Regions from separate parts of the Mus musculus genome. Here all the other regions are linked to region 4. Evidence: chromatin contacts called from public HiChIP or PLAC-seq and promoter capture Hi-C data. All regions are on one chromosome and are shown on one strand. Each heading gives the region's core, a stretch centred on a gene start, on an enhancer-like site or on the middle of the called end of the contact. The rest is flanking DNA. Distances are from core to core; before and after follow the strand shown.

What was found. Promoter capture Hi-C pulls out the DNA fragments that hold promoters and counts their contacts. HiChIP or PLAC-seq counts read pairs in DNA pulled down with a chosen protein or histone mark.
Region 1: an H3K4me3 HiChIP or PLAC-seq map of bone marrow-derived macrophages shows a contact between it and region 4, with 8 times the contacts expected there. The contact joins the enhancer-like site here to the promoter of Perp in region 4. A contact is called at or near these places in 6 of 39 promoter capture datasets (the 3T3-L1 cell line, hippocampal neurons, liver and 2 more), 1 of 15 datasets of contacts at CTCF or cohesin (large pre-B cells), 7 of 484 Hi-C or Micro-C datasets (cerebellum, embryonic fibroblasts, large pre-B cells and 4 more) and 4 of 115 datasets of contacts at active chromatin or transcription factors (bone marrow-derived dendritic cells, bone marrow-derived macrophages, forebrain and 1 more).
Region 2: a promoter capture Hi-C map of liver shows a contact between it and region 4, with 2.7 times the contacts expected there. The contact joins the enhancer-like site here to the promoter of Perp in region 4. A contact is called at or near these places in 4 of 39 promoter capture datasets (the C10 cell line, hippocampal neurons, liver and 1 more) and 2 of 115 datasets of contacts at active chromatin or transcription factors (microglia and pancreatic cancer cells).
Region 3: a contact with region 4 is called in a FOXA1 HiChIP or PLAC-seq map of pancreatic cancer cells. The contact joins the enhancer-like site here to the promoter of Perp in region 4. A contact is called at or near these places in 5 of 39 promoter capture datasets (the 3T3-L1 cell line, embryonic stem cells, hippocampal neurons and 2 more), 4 of 484 Hi-C or Micro-C datasets (cerebral cortex, group 2 innate lymphoid cells, liver and 1 more) and 2 of 115 datasets of contacts at active chromatin or transcription factors (microglia and pancreatic cancer cells).

The regions. Positions count from the first base shown.
Region 1 is chr10:19,685,844-19,689,319 of GRCm38.p6, forward strand. The region is part of intron 1 of Gm33332 (a long non-coding RNA gene); the gene reads right to left. Among named protein-coding and RNA genes, the nearest start is that of Il20ra, 25 kb to the right of the region's middle. Within about 2 kb of position 2,063, at least 19 of the 459 cell types and tissues checked have an H3K27ac peak or open chromatin away from gene starts, as enhancers often do. A contact at or near this core is called in bone marrow-derived macrophages and regulatory T cells, where this site is marked.
Region 2 is chr10:19,489,105-19,492,410 of GRCm38.p6, forward strand. Gm33104 (predicted gene, 33104) reads left to right here. Exons shown (of 4, transcript NR_152784.1): 2 at 1,851-1,913. Among named protein-coding and RNA genes, the nearest start is that of Gm33104, 4.0 kb to the left of the region's middle. Within about 2 kb of position 1,632, at least 26 of the 459 cell types and tissues checked have an H3K27ac peak or open chromatin away from gene starts, as enhancers often do. A contact at or near this core is called in liver, where this site is marked.
Region 3 is chr10:19,531,175-19,534,849 of GRCm38.p6, forward strand. No RefSeq gene overlaps it. Among named protein-coding and RNA genes, the nearest start is that of Gm33104, 46 kb to the left of the region's middle. Within about 2 kb of position 1,722, at least 28 of the 459 cell types and tissues checked have an H3K27ac peak or open chromatin away from gene starts, as enhancers often do. A contact at or near this core is called in liver and pancreatic cancer cells, where this site is marked.
Region 4 is chr10:18,843,318-18,846,931 of GRCm38.p6, forward strand. Perp (PERP, TP53 apoptosis effector) reads left to right here and starts at 1,754. Exons shown (of 3, transcript NM_022032.4): 1 at 1,754-2,089. The coding sequence starts at 1,876.

The DNA of each region.
Region 1 (3,476 bases), core at 813-3,312, 840 kb after region 4:
AAATATATCAGTGTAAATAAGACAAAGTATAAAAGTGGGTCTCAAAAGTAAAATAAAAGCATAAAAGATGATTTTAAAAAATATTATCTTGGGAGGTAGATCCATGATTTTAGAACTAAATAAAAGTATCATAACTACAGCTATTTCCACATGAAACACCAACAAGCAATTGTTGAAAATGGCCAGACGAGGGTAGGAGAAGGGAATAGGGAGGAGAGGCTGGGGAGGGGTGAGGATCAAGGGGAAGGAAGAAGGGGGCAGAGAGAGTTGATTTCTACAATTTTTTTTTTCTGACAATGTTGAAACTGTGAAAAAAGATTTCATTTAAGGAATCCTGATGCAAACTGGCTTTTTTCATCCCTCCCTTATTCTCCCAGAATTCACCAGAGGTCAGCAGTCATGGGCTCACCACCATTGCAGGCTCAACTGTCTGAGTGTCTCTCATGAGATGCACCTTGCTCATCTCATGAGAGAAAGCCCTGTGTCTGCTTGCTCATTCCTGTGTCTCAGAGACTAGTGCCTGGCCAGCACATCACAGATGCCAATCAATTTTTGCAAAGAAAATTAGGGATTGATTCTTAGCTTTGGAATCATGATGGATTTATTCCTTTCTTTCAGGGGCCCGTAGCTCTGGTCATAATCTGTTGCCATGAAACAGGATCGACCCAATAGGCATTAAATTACAATGCTATTTTCATTTTCTCGGTATTCTAACCTCTGTTTGCAATAGGACATTCAATTTTTGAGAGACAGAGACAAAGAAAAAAGACAGAGAGACAGACACACACACACACACACTCACAGAGAGAGAGAGAGAGAGAGAGAGAGAGAGAGAGAGAGAGAGAGAGAGTAAAATGTGTAACTCTTACACTAAATGGAATCCACCTAAACTTTTTACCTGGGTAGATCATGAGGTCACATGAAACTGTTTGGGGAAAAGAATGAGGTGAGAGAATTTTACAAATGTATTCTTTACATGCAACTGAAAGGTCCACATTTGACCATCAGAGAAGAAGGCCCTGTATGGAAATTTGATTATTTTGTCTTCCATTGCCCCCTTTTCAACCAATAAAACCACAAGGCAGTACCAGGTGATCTAATGAGTTGTTAGATCTACCCCTCCCCCATGATTTTGCTAAGTCTGGAAACTGAAATGAAGCAGAGGCCAGGACAAGACACAAGGTAGCAACCACTCTAGTGTTGCTAATGTCCTGCCATGCATTTGAGGCCACTGATACCGTTCACAGAGCAACGTGACAAAGGGCACATCCCATCAATTTTTCCAACTCTGATCAGTAGGGAGCCAACAAAGTCACACTGCATTTTTCATTATTATGCTGGGAGAGTATTTTTTAAAAAAGTGCTGCTTCAACAAAATGGAAGGGGTTTCAGGTACTCTCATATTTCTTCCCTGAGCCTAGAAATGAGCAGAGTCATTACATTTGATTGTAATTCCTACCCATAAGCAGATGGGCAGGCAGTACACCAGGAATGATAATAATCTATACAGAGTGTTCCTAAGACATGAGTTAGTGCTTTCAGATCCATAAAGCTTGGGGTTTTATGAAGATGAACCCTATTATAGGCCCACGTGCAAGCTCACGCTCGTCAAATTACCTCAGCCGAATCAACAGCTCAGATCATTTGTACGTCTTAGCCTTCTGGAATGGACCTCACTCTCACACCATTTCTCCTGTCTAAAGATTCAGATCAGATGTAGAGAACTGTGAACTGTGTTCCTATGCCCCAGAGTCCTCGCTGTAAGTGAGCTTGAGAAACAGAATTCTGCACTGCTATTACCAATGGATTATAAACTGTAGTCATCGTCCCTTGCCTACAGCTTCAGCGATGCTGCCTGGGTGATTCTCAGAGAGAAAAGCAGAATAGAAAGACAATTTCACCACAGAAAACTTCTGATTAACCACAATTAACTGAGAGTCAGTTTGGGTACAATGGAAAGAAGGTGGGGCTTCATATTAAAAGAGCTGGGTGTGAATCGTGGCTCAGGCACTTCCTCCTCATATTAATCCTATTATAGTCCTAATACTCTGTGGAAACAACAGACACGGCTACTCATGAGTCAGAGACCAAGTGCAGCATCTAGCAGGCCCATAGTAACACACATAACAGAAGCAGCCCTTGGAGCTAACATCCACATCTCAAACCAAGACTCTTACAAGACTGAGAAACCTCATTCCACAGGCTCACTTCAAGCCTCTAGTGACTTAAAGACCTCCCAAGATTCCTAGCAACACCCAGTACTGCCTTTACAAAGGGGTGCTTCAGGGACACTCATCCAAACTCCACCAACTCCATCAAGAAGTTCAGCCTTCCACCCTCAGAATCCTTACCCTTAAATGTGGGAAGAACTACATACTGTTGCCTAGCAACACCCATATGAAGTACCTGGTGCCACAGAGCCAACAAACACCATTTACTCTTCTTGCTTAATACTAATACTTTTAATGGAGACATCTTCCTACTTTCAAAGCTTGTTAACGTGGAGTTTCTTAACGGATCTTAAGACAACACATGAGATGGACGTGAGTACACCTTTACTCACTAGAAAAGTGAGGTTTGTTCTGGACCCCAGGCTCTTCCCCCTGTAGTCCTGTGCTAATTCCCAGAGTCTGAATAGTGGGGCAGCTGGAATCACAGGAGAAGCTAAGTCAAAACAGTGAGTGGATTCTAAGTCAAAGCATAATGCTCTGAGATCTCAAGATGGCACTAAGTAAGTTACAGGGACACCAGATACCATAGTTACCTAGGTGACCTCATGCAATGTGTACAGCAGAACTGAGACCATAGGAAACTATAAATAAATACCCCATTAAGAATTATAGGCTACATAATATAAGGGCAAATGGGTCTAGGATATCCATTATTCACTGTAAAAAGCATTCTTTTGTATAAAATGTATTTTATTTTAAATTTACATATGTGTGAGTATATGCACAAGGGATTGCAGGAGCCCTCAGAGGCCAGAAGAGGGTGTAGAATTCCTTAGAGCTGGAGTTACAGGTGGTTGCGACCTGTTGAACACGGTTGTGGAAACCAAACTCAGGTCAGGTGAAGAGCAGCAAACACTCTTAACTGTTGATCCATGGGACAACCCCTTAAAAATTAATTCTTGTAATTCTCAATAATTTTGCTTGCTTGTCCTTCTGAACTAAATAAATATTTTTTAAAAGAATAAAAGGTTCCCCTTTTTTTTTGTCTAATATCCACTTATTAGTGAGTACATACCATGCATGTCCTTTGGGGTCTGAGTTACCTCCCTCGGGATGATATTTTCTAGTTCCATCCATTTGCCTGCAAAGGTCAGGATGTCCTCATTCTTAATAGCTGAGTAGTATTCCGTTGTGTAAATGAAATACATTTTCTGTATCCATCCTTCTGTCATGGGGCATCTCCAATTTCTGGCTATCACAAATAAGGCTGCTATGAACATAGTGGAACACGTGCCCCTGTGGCAT
Region 2 (3,306 bases), core at 382-2,881, 650 kb after region 4:
GGGTATTTATAGGGAATAATATGATGGGAGTAACCACATGTGGGTGAAAAAGAAATGAAAAGTCATGGCGACACAGAGCTTGTGACTATCCTGCAATTGGGATGGGAAACAAACAAAGGGGTCAGAATTCTGCCTGTCAACACAGGAAGAAAAGCAGACTGCTGGCTGGAAATATTAATCTGATCTTGGATGCTGGTCATAGAGGCTACACTCAGGAAGCTGAGGCAAGAGGATTGACAAGAGTTCTAGGCCAGTTCTAGGCTACGGTGAAACCAACCAACCAACCAACCAACCAACCAAACAAACAAACAAACCTGTTGTGTTAGGAAGTTGACAGTTGTTGCCTCAGAGAGCATGTGGCAGTGTCTGCAGACAGTGAGGAGTAGCATGTCACTGGCATCTGGTGTGACATGGCCAAGGGTTCTGTAAGCATCCTAGAATGCACATAGAATGTACACACAGAGCAGCTGCCTACAACAAAGAAATTTCCAGGCCCAAGTGTCAGCTGCGCTTTAAAGCAGAACTCCACTGAGGAAGCCAGTCTTCTTTCCTTGCATGGTTATTTCCCAGTAACATGCTTGAAACATTCTGGCAATAGTGACAGACAGAAATGTGCTTAGAACATTAATTCATAATTATGAGATGATTGCGATATTTCTAGAATGGGAAATCAGATATTTAAATGCACATGTCTCTAAAGATTGGTATAAAAGAAATAATTAACATCCAAAGTATCTATGACTCTTAAATCACAAAACTACTACTAAATGTTAAATATTGGGCTAAAATACAGAGCACATTTCATCTTTTAATGAAGAGAATTCTTTCTGTAAATTACTAGAACTCTTAAGGAGTTGGAACAAGTACTATCCAAAGTAGACGAGGAGCCACAGAGTATGGTACAGGAACACTGGGGTGAGCTTGTGATTGCACTAAGCCTGGTCTCTGCTCAGTGACTGTATTGTGTTCAGGTCTAAACCCACAAGGGCATCCTACAAAAAAAAAGGGTAGATTTAATATAGCTTCATCACATGTGTAAAAGCAAAACAATTGGGGGGGCATATTCATTAAATGAAATATAAAAACTCTAACTTGCTCATTGAAAACTAAGTACTTGTAGAGGAAACAAAGACACTTTATTTTCTTATTCTGCAGGAGTATTTCTAATATAATAAGACACCGAGACTGTGTTTAGCTCAAAGTCTATATGGTTGACTCCAAAGTTCAAAATTGCTTTGTTAGATGTAAGCCTTTGTCCCTGGACGGACAGGCTTCTGTCTCTTAGGAAAGAAAATTAAGTTGTATTTTCTATGTGGTGGTTCCTGAATGCAGAATTTTAGATCCGCTTTAATAAAACACGTGGCTGTGTAAGATTTTATGTTAGTAACGGTGATGGAAAGAACATTGATTTATTATTATTATTATTATCATTATTATTATTATAGAAAATTTATGATCACAAATTCAGCATCTATCAAAGAGTTTGGCCACAGTGCACCAAAAAAGCCTCCACCTACTGGGCAATGTTACGACAGGGCAAGATAAAAGCAAAGCTGGTTCCCTTCTTCCCATCACAACAAAAAGGTCGATAAAGCACACACTTGATATCAAACAGAGCTTCCTGCTGGCTTCAGTTACCTGGGAGTCTGGAGCCTGTGGTTTGAGTAATGTTCTGTCCACAATGCCGGGCAGCAGAAGCATAGAGAGAATGTCGGGCTTCCAGCCGGCTGAGCGAGCGCCTAACAACTTCAGACTCATTCTTTATTCTCCATCAGAAACGATAGCAAATGTGTTAAAAGGAAAAAAAAAAGTATTCACCGATCTTCTGATGTTGCCTTTTTTGGTGCTAGGAATTGTGTAACAGAGGTGATCCAGACGAGGTGATCCGCCCTTGAGCTACCTTCCAGGGTCATGTAAGTTTGCAAAAGAACCGAAAAGGAAGAGTTTTGCATAGTTCCTCTTGAAAACAAATGGTTTTTGTTTGTTTGTTTTATGTTTGTTTGTTTGTTATTGTGGAAAATTCCTGAAGAAATAAGATAGAGGTTGCTGGGGTGGGCACTGCAGATGACCAGGTGAAAACAGGACCAAACAGAGTACACATGTGCAGCATAAGTGCAAACATTGTAACTTTTATCTCTTTGATCCTGAGAAATTTTGTCAAAGTAATGACGTTAATATTTTTAAACTCTATATTTTGGTATGCAATAGGACATTTATCCTAGAGTCCATAAGAATGATTTTTTTAAATATGAATGCTTATATCAGTACTAAAGAGGACTCTGCTTGAATCCTCAGGTACTTACCTCATTTTCAAGTGTATCAATTAAAAAGATTACATAATAGGTGCTCTGAGTGGACACATAATTTTCTCACCATTTCTAAACATTCCTACCAAAAGTATAACGTTTAGCTGCCACCCAAACGGTGGAAATGCATATGTACATCTGCGACTTACAAACTGTGTTTTGAGAAACGCTTGTGAGGGAATGCTGCAGCTGCTGATAGGTTGACCTTTAGATTAAAGGAAGGAGAAGACAAACAAAATTCTGGCATGACTGAAACAGAGTGGTAGAAGCCCCGGAGAAGGACCACCAGGGGGCAGCATCCTCAAGCGGTTGTGATGGGGTGAGGCGCCCCCCCCCCCCCCCGCAAGGTTGTTGGTTAGCTCCAGCTATTTAGAACCAGAACCGTTTTCTGATTTCCAAGTTAAAACCCCTAAGTACAAAAACATGTGTCCCCACCCCCAATGTGAAACGGACGAAATTCAAAAGCAAAAATAATACTTTATGCAGCTCAGCATGTACCCTACATCGTTCTGAGCGATGTACATGGATCAAGCAGCTGCCATGACAACCTTTGCAGTGTAAACACTGTTGCTAGTACATTAAAATCACGTGTGCATTTATATGATGCATTGTCTATGATTTTTAATTGAAATTTACAAATGAGGAAACCGGGACACAGAAGTTTATCACGTGCTCATGCCATACAAATACCAAATACCAAGTACCAGAGCTGAGATTCGGACCAAAAGCTCTGGCCCAGAGATCAGATCTGAGACTGAGCCAACAGACTGAGGCTCTCAAGGCAGTGTTTCCTTGTTGGCGCACTATCAAGTTCAGCTACCAGCGCAAGGTCCAACTTATGGCCTTGTCTGGAACACAGCTTCTGTGTGCTGAATCTCTTGAAAACACTTCCCCCGAAAGTTTTACCCCAACAATGCTGCTTTCTTCGTAATCGTGGCTAAATTCTCAGCTCTGGCCAACCAGCATTGAGTATCCAGCAAGGATTTTACTTTAGTAGTTC
Region 3 (3,675 bases), core at 472-2,971, 690 kb after region 4:
TTCAACACCCAGCTTAAAAGTATTCTGTAATATGGTCAATTAAAAGCTGCTTCTCTCTGAAGAATGGCAGGACTCCCAGCTCTGTGTGTGGAAACCCCGGCTCTGTGCTACAGTTGTTGTTGTTGTTGTTGATGTTGTTGTTGTTGTTGTTGTTGTAAACTACATAAGGCATGATTGCCCCGCCACCACACACTTAGGTTATCAAAGCTTGTCATGGTACCTGTTACAAAGCATGAGTGGGTGCTTAACTTTTTTCAGCCTAATTTGTTAACTCATCACTCAATAAATAGCTGATAGATGATGAAACACCTCTAGAGTATGTGACACACTAAGATAAATTCAACAGGAACAGATATGCATGAGCCCCACCCTCAAGGAATTCCCAGGCTATTAGCAAGGGCTGCAATCAGAACACAGTTAGAGCAAATATTCGTGTACTTGCAATTCACAGTTCAAAGGTCAGGTGCTGTGTTCTATTTACCTAATAAGGCATTTGCCCAGCCTTGGAGGCTCAGGAAGCTTGAGGAAGTGATGTTTTGGACTTTGATCTGAAGAAAGAATGGCAGTTAAATAAGTAAGGAGGGTAGAGACTCATTCCTGGTAGGCAGTCCCACACCTGCAGTACTCTTAGGGTAGGCCAGGAGTGAGAAGGCCTGGTTCCTTTCCTACAGCTGGTGGGCCTCCAAGGAAGAACACCAAGGTCATTACTTCCCCACTCTTTTACGAGAGTATTATCACTATTAGTTGGCGCATGCCACTGCAGTAAAACTGTCTAAAGTGGGATTTTTTTTTTAATTAAATCATTTCTACTTGAAGCTAATACTAACTAAGTCTCTTAGTGATGGAAGAGACAGAGTCCAAACTGGCCATCTCTTGTCACCAACTGAAGCTTCTAATACCAGGACTGGGTTGCTTTCAATTGAGTTGTTGGCCAAGAGGTCCCATGGAGATCCCTAAACAACCCAGGCTGTTGCTAAGACAAACTCTCCTCAAACATCCAGGCCCCATTGCTGAGAACCACACCCATACAACTCATTAAACATGGAGAAGTTGAGCTGGGCTCTACATGGATTCACATCTACTCCCTTTGGTGAGAAGAATCTTTGGTGTGGGAAGATACTCTGCAGGTCATCAAAAGAGAAACTTAAATACCAACCTGTCCATAAAACTTTTGATCTCCAGTCTATCCTATCTGAAAAACATTCTGGGACAATGGTGACATAGAACGTGTGGAAGTAGCCAAACAATGTCTGATTGACTTAAGGCTTGATCCCTGAGACAGAACCCATACCCAAACACTACTGGTCTTTAAAAAAAGAAGAAAAAACTATCATTAAAATTACTCCTTATGATATTGTGCTAAACTCATAAATCAGAGTCTTATCCAGTCAGCATCAGAGAGGCTTCCTCTGAGGGCAGATAGGAACAGATGCAGAGACCCACAGCCAGACATTGGGCAGAGAGAGACCTTGAACATCCAGCTCTCAATGGGAAGTTTTAGTCAAATCCCTTCCCTCACAGCTCAGAGAACCCCACAGAAGGGGAGGTGGAGAGTGTAAGAAACTGAGGGTACCGAGGTCCTGCCTGAGTGTGAGGGTCCTGAGGAAGGAAAGAATGGGAACAGAGCTGATGCAGTAATGACTCAGAGTCAGTAATAGACACACACTGCTAGTTCAGGTCCTCTCCTGTCCCTGATGATTCTCAGTATTCGTTATTTAATTTCAGTTTAAGCTTAAGGGTAAATAAACATAGAAAGTCTGAACCCAGTCTTGTGTTTACTAAAGCTACATCATCAAGGCTTTGATCACTGTTAATAATTATCGAGAACTCATAGATTTACATAAGCTCTATGAGTCCCGGATCAATAATCCCAGCCCCCTGTTTCCTTAGAGCAGAACCAAGCACAAAACAAAAGCACATTTAGCCTTCCACAGCCTGTTTTTATGGACATCTGGGCACAGCTCTTCCAGTTTTCTGGTACAGCAGACAGCAGCCTTTAGTAACTTCTTCCATGTAAGAATAGAAAAATGACAGACTACTAAAGTTAAAATGATACCTTACCAAGTTTTGAATTTATGTAAGTAATACACTAAAACAGTTAGCTCTCTCTAATACCTTTCCAGGCATTGATATCTTCAATTCATCAATCAGCTAGAATAACAGAGCACTAACTTTTTATATGCGTCTACATCATCTTTTAAGTCTCTAATCTTCATTTTCTTATCGCAGCAATGCTATAACCTCACGTACTCTCATTCTAATACTATATATTCCTAAAATATATATAAATTTCTATTTTTTCTATCCATACCCTTTCTTCCTGAGATCACTCTAACTCTCTGTCCTCGATATCTCTGAATTCGTTCTGGCTGATCAGTGCAGCAGTCATTGAACCAGAGGGTACATGTACTTCCCAATGATTCCGAAATCATTCAAGGCCAAGTCTGGTAATGAAGCATTTCCTAAAAGGACCATGTAGGCTTTTATGACACTTGTGATTATATTGTCTAGATCATTTCCCATGGTCCTGAAGGCCTGTCCATCATCCATCATGACCACCTCCATTCCTCATTCCTGAAAATCACATCAGTTTTGATTACTATGTCATGATTAGCTCTGAGTAATGGGGGTGGGGGGAGTATACTCCCCAAAAAGAAAGATTGAAAGTAGAGTAGTAAAGACAGAAGATCAAGTTTGGGGCAACAGCAACCATGTACACATGTGGGGGTCATAGGATCAACAGCCTGGCAATGCTCCAGGTGGAGGAACTGTGTCACACCTCCCCTTATACAGTCATGCCAGACTGGGCATGAGGGGATGGAGGACACCAGGAGAACAAGGCCCTCTGGATCAACTGAGCAAGAGTAATATGACTCATAGAGACTGAAGCAGTACACAAAGAGCCTATATAGTTCTACACCAGGCTCTCTGTGGATATATTACAGCTATTAGCTTAGGGTTTTTATGGGACTTCTGAGTGTGAGAACAAATGGGTCTCGGATTCTTGTGTTTGCTCTTGGAATCTTTCCCTCCTTTTGTACTGGCTGCTTTGTCCAGCCTCAATATAATAGTTTTTTGTTTCACCTTGTTATATTTCATTTTGTCAAGTGTGGTTGTTATCTTTTAGATAACAAGGTAATAAGAGACAGAATGGGGAGTGTATCCGAGGGAAGCTGAAGTGGGGAGGAACTGGGAGCAGCAGGAGTGGAAATTGTCATCGGCATTTATTGCATGAGGTAAGAACCTATATTCAATACAAGAAAAATAAAGGAATAAAAGTGTTTCTACTCACAGTTCACACATTTTAAATTACGGGTTTACACAAAGAAACAATCAGTGCTGGATGATCGCATGAGCTATACCCTTTATTGACTGGGTAGCTTTTGACTAGCCATTTAACTTCTCTACATCTTGGTTTTTACCTTCATAAAATTAGAAGGTTAATCCACAGGACATCTTGGGAGTTCCATTCAATGCTGAAGATTTGAAAAGATGTCTCTGAGTGCTATAAGGTGTGTCACCTAGTGATACAGGTGGTGTCCACTTATTAGATTAGCCTTTCCTAAATCACTTAGCCCCGTGGCCCACAGTAACAACATCCACCCTGGGGGTTAAACCTGATTCACAATGAAGAACACAGATGTTCTGCCGTGTGGAGGTCTGTGACCTTCTTTT
Region 4 (3,614 bases), core at 504-3,003:
ATAGCACGTGCGTCAGGTTGTAGGATCAGGAGTGATTTCAAACAAGAAACAAGATCTAAACTATTGAAAAAGATCTTACCAGGAAGTGGTCTCATTCTCTCACGGACCAAGGAATTTTGTGAAGTTCACCTCCAATTGCCTTTTGCGCTTATAAATCAGTTTATGGAGTCTGATAAACAAGGATCAGGCCCAGCTCTAGGTATGTGCCGTTTGATTGTAAGAAATTATCTAGTAATAATTGCCTGGTGTTATGGTTTATGCCGGTCACGTGGTGTCTTGGCTTTAGGCATCAATTAGTTTAGCTTTTGTTATTTTTACCTTGAGAAATAAACTATATCTTATTCCCCTTTGAGCCGACAGAACCAATTAATTACTATAGTCTCTTTCAGAGATTCTGAACAGTCAAAATTACCTTTGACCAGATTGATATTAAGGAGTCCCTCTCCACAAAACTGTGGAAATTGTATCACAAGAATGAGGACATAATATAAACATATATATATATGCGTGTGTGTGTGTGTATTCCAAAATTATTCATTAAGACACCAGTGGAAACTCATTTGATTGGTAAAAATACGACTTTTCCACACAGGACATAGCTAGCTAAAATATTTTCATTACGTTTGAAAGCCTTTAGGTCCTAACGTTTAGGGCATACGCACCGCACTTGTCCTGTGGGCAATGAACCTTGCTCAACGTGTATGTGCCTCTGCGGTTTTCAGGACTGAAATGCTTACTGGTTTCTGCTAAGTGAAGGCTGGGTAGTGATATTCTTTGGACTCTGAGACAGATCTTCTCAGTGTTCTTAGTCTATGCGTCCTAGTAACTACTTCTGTTGCGAGCGTCTTGTGTAAGAAGGAAATACCACTGAGTGCTTTCCATATCTTTAAACTGACATGAGGTGTCAGAAGATTTCGGGGCACGGGGTAAAAAGTGAATGCTCTGGTTGATCTCTCCCTGGCCACCATTGACCTGGCACTGGGAATTTGTTTCTCTCAGCGCCACTCCTGGCTGATGCCCCACCCTCCCTGCTACAAGTGAAGATTCTTAGGGACAGAAGCTAGCTCAGGATTTGGGGAGGATTTCAGTTGCTTGTGCATGCTGACACGTGCTTATATTTGAAAAAACAAAAACTGTGTAAAGTAGATAGAAAGGGTAGATGTGTGGGGAACACACTAACTGGGGCAAAGGGAACTGAAGTTATCAACACCAAAGCTACCCGGATTAAGAGACAGCCTCCGCAACCTAGAGTGAGCCACTGGGACCTGCTGGTCACCCAGCCTGAACCACCAGAGCACAGAACATTTGCGTGTCTATGGCAGCAAGAGCCAAGGTCCAAAGGTAGATCCGGGCAGGAAGTGTAGGATCTGCCTGTGGAAGCCAGGGACAGACGCTCCCAGGTTTGAACCCACAAGTCCTTACATTTTAGGGCCCATCATTTATTTCACAGGCTATTGGGATGTCCTGGGCACGGTGCTTGGAGCTCAAGTGTAGCCTTAGCCATGCTCCTTACACTGTGTTAATTTAGGGCAGAGCACAGGCTGGCGCTGGAGTGTCCACAGGTGTGTGCGCTGGGCTGGCGGCAATCTGGTGGGACTGCAGGCGGCTGGAGGCACAGGCACGCCCACCCTGGCGACGAGCCCGGGGCGAGCCTGAGCTCTGCCGCCCGGGTGACCCAGCAGGTCGGGGCGGTGCGCTCTGAGTCACCGGAATCAAGGTGTGGCTGGAGCGCCGCTCCCCCGCCGCCAGCCCGGGGGCCGCGTCTTCGGGGGAGCCGCCTCTTCCTTTAGTCGCGGTGTCAGCGCTCGCAGGACCACTCTTGGCCGCTGCTCCTGCCCGGCGTTCCTCCGCTCCGCGCCCGCCGCCACCGACGACATGCTGCGCTGCGGCCTGGCCTGCGAGCGCTGCAGGTGGATCCTGCCCCTGCTGCTGCTCAGCGCCATCGCCTTCGACATCATCGCGCTGGCCGGCCGCGGCTGGCTGCAGTCTAGCAACCACATCCAGACATCGTCGCTTTGGTGGAGGTGTTTCGACGAGGGCGGCGGCAGCGGCTCCTACGACGATGGCTGCCAGAGCCTCATGGAGTACGGTGAGTGGCCGCCGCCTCCGGGAAGCCCTTGGGGGCCTGAGCTGTGGTAGCAGCTGGAGCTGATCTTTAAAAGGTCAGGGGTAGTGGGTGTTTCAAAGTCCGCTTAGAGTTCAAACTTCAGAAGCAGCAGTTTTGGGTGACCCGAATCAGGCTCAACCCTGAAAGACTCCAACTCATTTAAAAGTAAAGTTTCTCAGTTACCAGTGCAAACTGATGCCAGTCATTGCAAAGTACGTATAAAAATAAATAATATGCCAGGGTGAATTCATTTCATTTCATCTAACTTAAACTTTTTTTTTTTAATCTTATGAGAAAGTCCTTTCAGGCCAAGTAGGAGCAGTTATGATTTAGATAGATATTTCAGTATCTTAGCTGTGGAGCTGTTTCATGTTCATTCTTGTTCTGGGGAGTGGCCTTCGTTGAAAAGTGAATGTTAAGGAAGTTTATCTGAGTCTGATTTAAAATCGGAGAAGTAAACACTTCACTGAAGTTGAGTTGCCACTTTTAACACATCGCAGGGAAACTCTGTACACATCGCAGGGGAACTCTGTTTGCCTCTGCCAGGGAAAGGCCCCAAGTACTTGATTTACAAGTTAGTAGTAGTCTTTGAAAAAACAAAACCAAGAAAAGCCTTTTCTCCCTCAAGCAAGTGTCCCTCCTGTTTAGGATGGAGACAGTAGTGACCAGCAGTGTGTAGGGAGCAGTGTGCAGGCTTTACGGGTCAGTTTGCCCCCTTTAAAGGAAGCAAGTTACTTTTTTTGTTTTCATTCATTTTCTAGATTAACCATAACTTGATTCTTTTCCTAAAGCACCCAGGACTTCTGCCAGACGCTGTTTGGTTTGGGTTCTGGCCCTTATCAGCTTTTTCTCCCTGGAAGAACTTCCTCAGACAGGGAGGCAGGCAATAAAAGGAGAAGACTACAGATATTCCTGCTTGTTTTAAAAGGCCTTTGCTCTACCTAAAAACAGGCATAAATGCTTGGCTTACAGGACTTTCTATTGCTTCGAATCTTTTAGTTCTTACAGGCATTGTGCTGCCTTGGAATAACCTAGCTGTTTCTTAAAATGAATTCAAACTCAAGTCTTTCAGGGGCTATAAGAGGTATGCTTGTAGGTTTTTAAAATAGACTTTGGTAATTATAGCTCACTCCAAGGCTGATACAGCCCCAAAGAATACTCAGTAGCAGAAGTTAGCTTGCAGAGGCAGGAGCAGCATTCTTGCTGGGACATGATTTGGCCTGTAGGGCCCTCTTGTGAAACACACACAGTGCCATTTCCCTGTTTCTTGCCTTGTAGGGTAAGCTCATCTTTTAGGGTGTGCCTGCTCTAACCTCAGGCGGTTCCATTACTGTGTGAATGGAAGGGAAAGGGCAAGTTTTCTGTCTAGGTTGCTTCTTTAACCATGACTCGGTAGCAGCAGCTTTTCCCCACTGCAGTGTTACAGTTCACTATAGAAATCAGCCTTGGGAAACCTCCATTTTCCAAATGAATCTTAAAAATATCTTACTTTCATGATGTGGTGCCT